3 separate regions of the Mus musculus genome follow, and all the other regions are linked to region 2. A link is a contact called in public Hi-C data. All regions are on one chromosome and are shown on one strand. Each heading gives the region's core, a stretch centred on a gene start, on an enhancer-like site or on the middle of the called end of the contact. The rest is flanking DNA. Distances are from core to core; before and after follow the strand shown.

Region 1 (2,700 bases), core at 1-2,500, 120 kb after region 2:
AATTTTCTTCAGCATTGTACCCTACGTTAAGTTGCCCATATTCCATTAAATAACCCTCCATCACCCAAGGCCATAGGATGAACCCTGAGCTCAGTGGGTTTCTGTCTCTCACATACAAAAGACACGAGAGGCTGGAGGGATGATTCAGTGGTTAGTAGCACATACTTCTCTAGGAGAAGACCCAAGATCAGTTCCCAGACCTATGTGTGGTGGTTCAAAACCACCCCAAACTCCAGCTCTAGGGTTCTGACACCTCTGACCCCTGAGGGTATCCTCAGTCTGTCTTATACAAGCACTTAAAAAAATTTTAAAAACAAATCTTTAATGACACACAAAAAAAAAAAATAGGAGGAAAATTTGTGAAGAAGAGTTCAGCAGGAATAGGAGGGGGGCTAAGAAAGGATAATGGGATGGTAGTGAATGTGACCAAAATATGTTATACACATGTGTGAAGTTGCTAAAGAATAAATACACGTTATTTTACAAATTAAATCAACTTCCAGCGATGAGTTCTCGAGAGGAAGTGGAACTTGGTAAACAATTTCTAGATTGAATTTTCACATGCTTGTTTTAAACCGTGTTCTTAGCACTATATTATTGTAAGAGAAACCTACTGTTGTGAATAGCTAACGGTGGTATTTAAATTCTGCTGGGGAGCCAGAAAGGAAAGCACCTCATAGCTCTCACCTCGACTTTCAGTTGACACACTTGGCATGGTGCGATTGTCTGTAGTAAACTGCATGAAGCCACAGGACACGTGGAAAGAACTTCTCTCCCTGTTTATGGGTCTTTTCTTTCCAGATGGGGTACTTTGGGGTAATTTTTTTTAAAAATTAATTTCACCTGATACATACACATTTATGTTGTTTTCCTCTTCTGCCTCTGCCATGTGCTACCATAGATTCATATATTACCTTTCATCCATCCTTTGGTTTGCCACCTATTTCCAGAGCATCAGCTCTGTGTCAGTTCAGGCAGAATGGTTGTCGACCTTCCCTCCTAGAGAGACTCAAAGTGAAGAAGAAACTACATGGCTATGCGACTCGATCATGAAAACGAGGTAAGAAAAAGGAGGGAAAGTGGTAGGATTGGGAGACAAGCCAGGAAATTGTCTAGGAAATTGGCCTCGGGAATGGATTTTAGGTGAAAACTGAGCGAACACCAGGCTGGAATATCACTGCTGGGATCTGTGGTGTGTGGGACACCGAAATGAGTGGGGCAAAGGGCAAAGCCTGACCCCGGGTGCTCTTGTTCTGATGCCCAGGGACATGGACAAGCACACTTGCCAGTCTGACCCCGGGTGCTCCTGTTCTAGTGTCCAGGGACATGAACAAATACACTTGGCAGTTACAGTAGCGTCAGGTGCTGCAGTCAGAGATGTACCAAGGAGAGTACCCCTGTGGAACTCATCCCTGGACCGGTGCTAGGGAAGCCGGACTGCCTAGAGGGTGGGGTTACAGACAGAGCGCATCGGTAGGGAGGACGTGGCGAAGGTGATGGTCTCCCAGGAAGGCCAAGGATGCCAAAGAAGAGTCCAACTGACAAGCAGAGGTAGCATTTCAAATCTGGAAGATGGCGTGTGTCTGGTAGAAAGGGCCTTGGCTGGCACACTAAGGAATCTGAATGTGAACCTCTGAGGAACTATGGGAAGATTTTAACCAGGAAGGAAAATGATGGCCGTTACACCAGAGAGACTCCGTACAGCAGGAGAAGGCTCAGAGTGGGCTAGCCCGGAGGCCCAGAACCATATTAGGAACTGACAAAGAAGCATTGGGGATACCGGGTAGCAGAGACAGGCGAACTTGAGAACGACCTTAAAGATGGGTGATTGGTACCCCGAGTGGGAGGTCACAGACAGCGGTCATGAAAAGATTCTTTGCTCGCTGCAATATTCCTCCAATAATGAGTTCCATCAGCATCTTGCCCCGCTCCCCCCCCCCCCCCCGTGTCCTGCGGAAGCACCCAGCATCAAAGACTCCTGATGAATTGATTCAGGTTTTCCAGATATCTGGATTGGGAGCATTTCTTGTTTTATGTAACATCCGAGTGACCTTCCTCAAAGTGAAAGCTGACTTCTGGATGAACTTCAGACCTCTTGTCGCTTGCCACAAGTCCTTTCTTGACCTAGCGTTTGCCAGAGAACACTCTAAAGGGTATTGGGGTGGCTGTGTGTGATTTGTCTTTTCAAATCTGTTGTTCATTTTATTCACTTTTTTTTTTTTTAATGTTCAGGAGTTGTGGGTTTTGCCTACATACTTTCAGACAGAAGTTTCCAGTCACATACTTGTTAAGCATACTCTTCCTTAGTTGATAGCTTAGATCACAGGAGTCTGTAAGGGCACAGGAGCCTGTGAGGGCACAGGAGAAAGATGGTGAAGTTTCAAGCAGGTTCCATTCGAAATGCCAGAGTATACCTCTTTGAGATTGTATTTGTTAATCTCCTTCCCACCCCTGGTCTTTCTATCTCTGTGTCTCTGTCTCTGTGTCCGTCTCTTTCTCTCTCCTCCATGTCTGGTGTATGTTTGCGTGCACATGTGTACATGTATGTTCTCTCCTGTGCAAGCACCTGTGAAGGCCAGAAGGTTGACACCAGTCTTCTTCAGTTGTTTCTCCACCTGATGCTTTGAGGCAGCGTCCCCGACTGAGCTTGGAGATTACAGTTGTGGCTGACCAGCGAGCCCTAGGATCTGCCTGATTCTA
Region 2 (2,700 bases), core at 66-2,565:
AGCAGGCAAAGGCAGTGACAACTTTGTGAGTTCGAGGCCAGCCTGATCTATATAAACACTGATCATTCAGTGCTATACAGCAAGGGCTACACAGAGTCTCAAATACACACACACACACATACACACACACACATTGTATATGATGTTTGACCTGCATGTATGGGTATCACATGTGTGCCAGGTGCAGTGAGGGGCAGAAGAAGGCCTTAGATCCCTTTGGAATGATAAATGATTGTGAATCACTCTTAGGATGCTGAAAACCAAACCCAGATCCCTCCTTGCAAGAGCAAACAGTTCTCTCAGCAGTGGAGCCATGTCTCCAGGCCTCTTAGCATCTTCTCATGAGCTGGTCTTTTCTCATCTGTTTCAAACCTTTCTGTCTTTGCTTGTTGTTTTATATCTGTTCATTGTAATGCAAACTTCAGAGATTTTAACTGGGAAGGGGCCTAACAGGCGTATATACTTAAAGGTTGTAGTTTGAGGGGTCAATGCGGTTTGAGGCTTCTGAGGAGGGAAACAAGGCACAGAGTCACTGTTTATATGTTCAGGTACTGAGCTGCACACTTTAGAAGAATGTGAGAGGCCACGAGGTTAAGGAACACGTCTAAGGCAAAGATCTTGGATGCCAACAGAGAATGCTCTGAGCTTTAGTCAGGTTCCTTGCAGCTTGTAGAAGGTTCTGGGTCAGGAAGAAATAGTCAAGTTTGGAGAATTAAAAACAAACAAATACACAGAACCCCAAACAAAAACCTAACAAAACGAGATAGGGAAGGAGAAGATGTGTCAGGACAATTTCCCATGATCCTTTGGCTTCTTCCGCTGTCTCACACCACCCACCCATCCACAGAAGACAAAGTCTGAGAAATTCACTGCCAATTGAGGGACTGGAGGTCAGAACTAAGCAAAGATGATTCAGGCAAACCTGTGGCTACACCAGACGGAATTCCGTTCAGGACTTTTGTTTAAATGAGATTTGAATCTGAGCAGCAACGGCCACCCTTTGCACCGTTGAGCAAGCCTGTACTAGGTATGACAACACGTTCATTCACCATCAGTTCCCAAACGGCAGCGCCAGCCAGCTTGGCAGATTGTTCCAAAAGTCACACAGGGACAAGGGCATCGTTAAAGAGGAAGTACAACCCAGGAGACCCTTGCTTGACATCTTGGTTGCAAAAGTCACTTTGCCTTTCTGAGCCCACTTGTTCTGGGCATGCTGATGAGAAATCTTTTCTTGTGGGGTGATATATAAATGATGGCCACAGTACCTAGCATGATGCTGGGTGGATGGGAGAGCCTTGGGGGTGGGGTAGGGGGTAAGGAAGTGGGGTAGGGTAAGGGTGAAGTAGGGATAGGGCAGGGGTGGGGATGGGGCGGTGGAGGTGGGGTGGGGTAGGGTAAGGGTGGAGTGGGGGTGAGGGGGTGGGGTAGCATAAGGGTGGAATGGGGGTAGGGTGGGGGTGGGATGGGGTGGGGTTCTATTTTTTCTTTCTGTCTGTTTCTCAGTTTTCCTTTGGATGTTAGTCAGCCAGGACAGAGAGAAGGATGAGAGATGGCCTCTAGTAAACCCGGCTAATCAGTCACAGATGACCCTTGGCATTGCTGCCTGATTGCGAAAGCACGGGCTTAAACATGACACATGATAAGGAAATGGTGTCAAAAAGCACGATTCCCTTAGAGAGTGCAAAGCACTTTGTATGTGCCCTCATTGACAGCAGCAGGGCCCGGGACAGGGACTGTCACGTTCCCATTCAAGGGAGGAAAGACATCTGGAAAAGAGCAAAGATCTGCCTTATGCTCCCCTCCCCTGCCTGCTCTGACCTGTGACCTACACAGCAAGCCCGACCTGGAGCCTCCAAGCAACACCTTCACAAAGCTTCATATTTATTTATTGTAAGAAAGTACCGTTTTCCAGGAAAGGCTTTTTAAAAACACATTCCTGGAACAGCAACTTCATGCTGTTAGAACTAACATACTTTTGGTAGAGCTCCGTTCCAGAGCTTGCAGAGATCAGTTGAAGTGTGTTAATAGTTTGTCACTAATCCAAGGATCACATCCCCAGTGGCTTCCTTTCTTCCTCATTTTCTTCCTCTTCCTCCTCCTTATCCATTGGCTATAGTGTGCTCTGTCCGGTTCTAATTCTTGCAAATCCAAGTGACCCCGTGTTGGCTGACGATTCGTGTGGAGATGACGTCTTGTCCACTCTGAAGCACCACTATACGTCGGAGCTGCTGCCCTGCCCTAAGTGAGTCCGTACTGTGTGAAACAGTAGCTCTCAGGAGGAGCTTTGCCCATGCCGACCCTACTTTGCAAAGGGACATTTGGCTCCATTTTGAGCATAAACACAGGGGCAAGGTGATTGCCTCTTGTGTACAAATTAAATAGTGACATCTGTCCAGTGCAAGCCACTGGGCACAGACTGGCAACTTACTGCTACAAGGAAGAAGGTGCCACCCATACATTTACAAATGGAGGTGGGGAACAAGGAGGGATATGGGCATATTTAAGCTCATGGAGAACCAGCCCTTCAAACTTATTGGACAAGTCAGACCAACAAGAGATGCTACAGTCTCATTTAGACCGTTTAAAAGAAGGGTCACCTAGCACACAGACAGCAATAGTGCCACAGACCTGCCATCTGACCACTGTGTGTGTGAGTGTGTGGTATATAGTGTGTGGTATGTGGTATGTGTACATGTGTGT
Region 3 (2,700 bases), core at 60-2,559, 99 kb after region 2:
GTTCATACAGATTGGTAAAGGGCCCAGATATTGGAGCTTTTTTTTCAGAGCCTCCAAGTTATTCTGGTGGACAGCCAAGGACATGTCCCCAGGTAGCTGGCCAAGTCCTTAAGGAAAGCTTCTTCTGTCTCCTAAGACCTCCTCATGTAAGCACCCACATGGCATAGACACGTGCGCCTAGTGACTACCCACGCTGTTTGCATGGTGGCTTTGCTCTTGTCATGGAACTCAAGTGGGATTCTGTGGCCTGAGATAGCAGCTCTAAGGCCACACCTCAACAGAGCATCTACAAAACTCTGGATTTCACAGGTGGAAAAATGTAAATATGGAAAAGACGAGCTTTTTAAAACCAAGGAAAGGAAGAAAAAAAAAAAGCTGTGTCTACAGAATGGCTTTTCCAGGAGCCTGACCCGTCTGTGGTACTTTGTGTGCTCAGAGGTAACCTGGAGTTAGGAAACGTTCTAAAGGCCAGCAGGATCCGCCTCAGTTTGGCTGAGAAAGTGCAATCACTGGCTGCCTGAGATATTACGCAGGGATTTGAATGCTGGGTACAAGTGCAACATGGAAATTATTTCAACAGTCAGTCTGAGTGTCAAGTGTCCTGCTGGGCCTCCGGGATCGGATACTCCTGTGGGCGAATGGAGCAGCGAACAGCGGCTGGAGCTCCATGAAGCCCCATTGCAGGGAGATAACTCGGTGGCCAGTCAAATTTGCCCCAGGGTTTTGGAGCTGGCCTTTCTGCTACATGCAAAGCCAGGACGCGTTTCTTGTCAGATGATTCAGCTGTAAGAACGTGCGTGTGTGGTCAAGCTGTCCGGATGGAGTCAAGCCTGCTTGTGTTCCCTTTTGATCCCTACCTTCTCTTACTTCTGCTCCTGAACTGCTGAACCCGGGGAAGAGCTGTTTGCCGTTCCGTGGCAGAATGACATCAGCAGGGAGGCAGTTCCTGGGCCAAGGGAGCCAAGTCCTCAGACACCATCTCGGAAGTAGGACAAGTACATTTTGTTTCTCCAATTCAACCCAGAGAACTGCCTGGTCCCCGAGGCCCGTGCCAAATGTGTTTGCGCAACCTCGGCAGCGGTGCCCAAAATGCGGCGCAAGACTCGGCCAGAGGTTTCGTTTCGTTGTGGAATGAATACTCACAGATGGTAGGGCTAGCGTTGTTGGTGGCCCTGGCTATGTGAATTGCAGGCTCAAACCTCCGCAAAGGTTAGGGTCCTAGAAGGCATGGTACTCGATCTCTGGCTAGGCCTATCATAACCCATTGCCTCAGTACTTAGCCTAGCCAAGGCACACAGAGCATTGAGGTAAAGCTGGCCAGGGCACTGTGCCATCGTATTTTGGCTAGGAGCATGTTCCTGGGCGCGGGTGGGGAGTTGGGAAGGAGAAAAGCTACCAATTTGGCTGTTGCTCCCGAACATTTGCTCTGCATTCTTGAATGCTCTTGGTTAAAGTCCTTATACCCCAGGCAATGGGGCAAGAATGCACACACACTACACATGTGAATGCATGCATACACAGAGAGACCCAAAACATCTTAGTAGATAAAAACCAGCTGTTTTGTGTGTGCCTATATATGCGTATTTTTCTTAGGAGAAATCAAGGACTATGAAAATGTGTTCACATGTAAATGACCAGTATTTGAAGGCTAATGTTGGTATCTTTCAAAGTCTAACGTAATAATAAACTTGTATGTTTTGTAGGGCTTTATAGGTCACAGTACATTCCACATGTCTCATTCATCTGATGGGCCTAACCACGATGTAGCGCATGTGTTAGCTTCTTCTCCAGTTCTACATTTAAGGGAAGCAGGGAAGTACTTTGCTCAAGACTGCATATCAATCAAGTCTCAGGATCAGACTAAGAACAGAGGCCAACCCCATCCAATCTCCTTACCCTGCCGGCCCCTAATCTTTATAGTAAAATGACCAAAGGGAAACAGTCCTGAAATCTACTCATCTATTTGTAGGACTGGATGACATGGCTCAGTCCCTCCCAGAGCAGTCACGAGACCAACAGCAACACCTGCTTCATTTGGGACTAAAACAAAACAAACAAACAAACAAACAAACAAATCCAACGAGTTCCAAGTCCACCCCTGACCATTCGAGTCATCATCTGCACTTTGATAGCATCATGCATATGATGAGCCAAGTTTGGGACAATAGGAAGGATTGAGCTAGGGTTATACTCTCCTTCCTGGCACACTTGGGAGCTCCTGATGTTTAAATCACATAATCGAAGGAACAAAAGAAGAGGAAGAAGGAGGAGGGGAAGAAAAAGAAAAGGAGGTGGAGGAGCAGGAGGAGGAGGAGCTGCTGCAGCTCATGGTAGGATCTTATACTCGCCGTTCTAAGAGCTAGATATAGGAGATCATGCCTCTAAAACTCTCCAGGTAGCAGCTCTGCAGTCAGGGCTGAAAATGGTTAGAGTAGACCAGGTGCTTTCCACCTTTGCTGAATCTGTGAGCCGGATCCACGGGAAACAGCCTAACCATGCATCACCCACCCCATTCCTGGTGGGTTTGTCAGGATTCATAGAACATTTTGCTGTATTGAATCTAAACTTCCCTATCGCTTGGAGATCTTATCCGATAAGCACCCGCGGGTGGCCATTCCCTGTGGGTAACTATTCCAAGTAAATTGGAGTCCCTTTCTTTTCTTGGGAAAAGAATCAAAGTGTCAAGAGCGAAGTTGCCAG

What was found. A called contact is a pair of places that touch in the nucleus more often than the background predicts.
Region 1: a Hi-C map of liver shows a contact between it and region 2, with 5 times the contacts expected there. The contact joins two enhancer-like sites. A contact is called at or near these places in 3 of 39 promoter capture datasets (liver and pre-B cells), 1 of 15 datasets of contacts at CTCF or cohesin (CD8 T cells), 12 of 484 Hi-C or Micro-C datasets (CD8 T cells, Th1 cells, cortical glia and 4 more) and 4 of 115 datasets of contacts at active chromatin or transcription factors (CD8 T cells, double positive thymocytes, effector CD8 T cells and 1 more).
Region 3: a Hi-C map of liver shows a contact between it and region 2, with 3 times the contacts expected there. The contact joins two enhancer-like sites. A contact is called at or near these places in 3 of 39 promoter capture datasets (liver and pre-B cells), 1 of 15 datasets of contacts at CTCF or cohesin (CD8 T cells), 8 of 484 Hi-C or Micro-C datasets (liver, muscle stem cells and nephron progenitors), 5 of 115 datasets of contacts at active chromatin or transcription factors (CD8 T cells, effector CD8 T cells, fibro-adipogenic progenitors and 2 more) and 1 of 9 other capture datasets (adipose tissue).

Annotation. Positions count from the first base shown.
Region 1 is chr3:52,621,466-52,624,165 of GRCm38.p6, forward strand. No RefSeq gene overlaps it. Among named protein-coding and RNA genes, the nearest start is that of Gm30235, 27 kb to the right of the region's middle. Within about 2 kb of position 1,251, at least 5 of the 459 cell types and tissues checked have an H3K27ac peak or open chromatin away from gene starts, as enhancers often do. A contact at or near this core is called in liver, where this site is marked.
Region 2 is chr3:52,500,761-52,503,460 of GRCm38.p6, forward strand. No RefSeq gene overlaps it. Among named protein-coding and RNA genes, the nearest start is that of Gm30173, 15 kb to the right of the region's middle. Within about 2 kb of position 1,316, at least 36 of the 459 cell types and tissues checked have an H3K27ac peak or open chromatin away from gene starts, as enhancers often do. A contact at or near this core is called in adipose tissue, fibro-adipogenic progenitors, hepatocytes and 2 more, where this site is marked.
Region 3 is chr3:52,600,187-52,602,886 of GRCm38.p6, forward strand. No RefSeq gene overlaps it. Among named protein-coding and RNA genes, the nearest start is that of Gm40047, 21 kb to the left of the region's middle. Within about 2 kb of position 1,310, at least 54 of the 459 cell types and tissues checked have an H3K27ac peak or open chromatin away from gene starts, as enhancers often do. A contact at or near this core is called in adipose tissue, fibro-adipogenic progenitors, hepatocytes and 2 more, where this site is marked.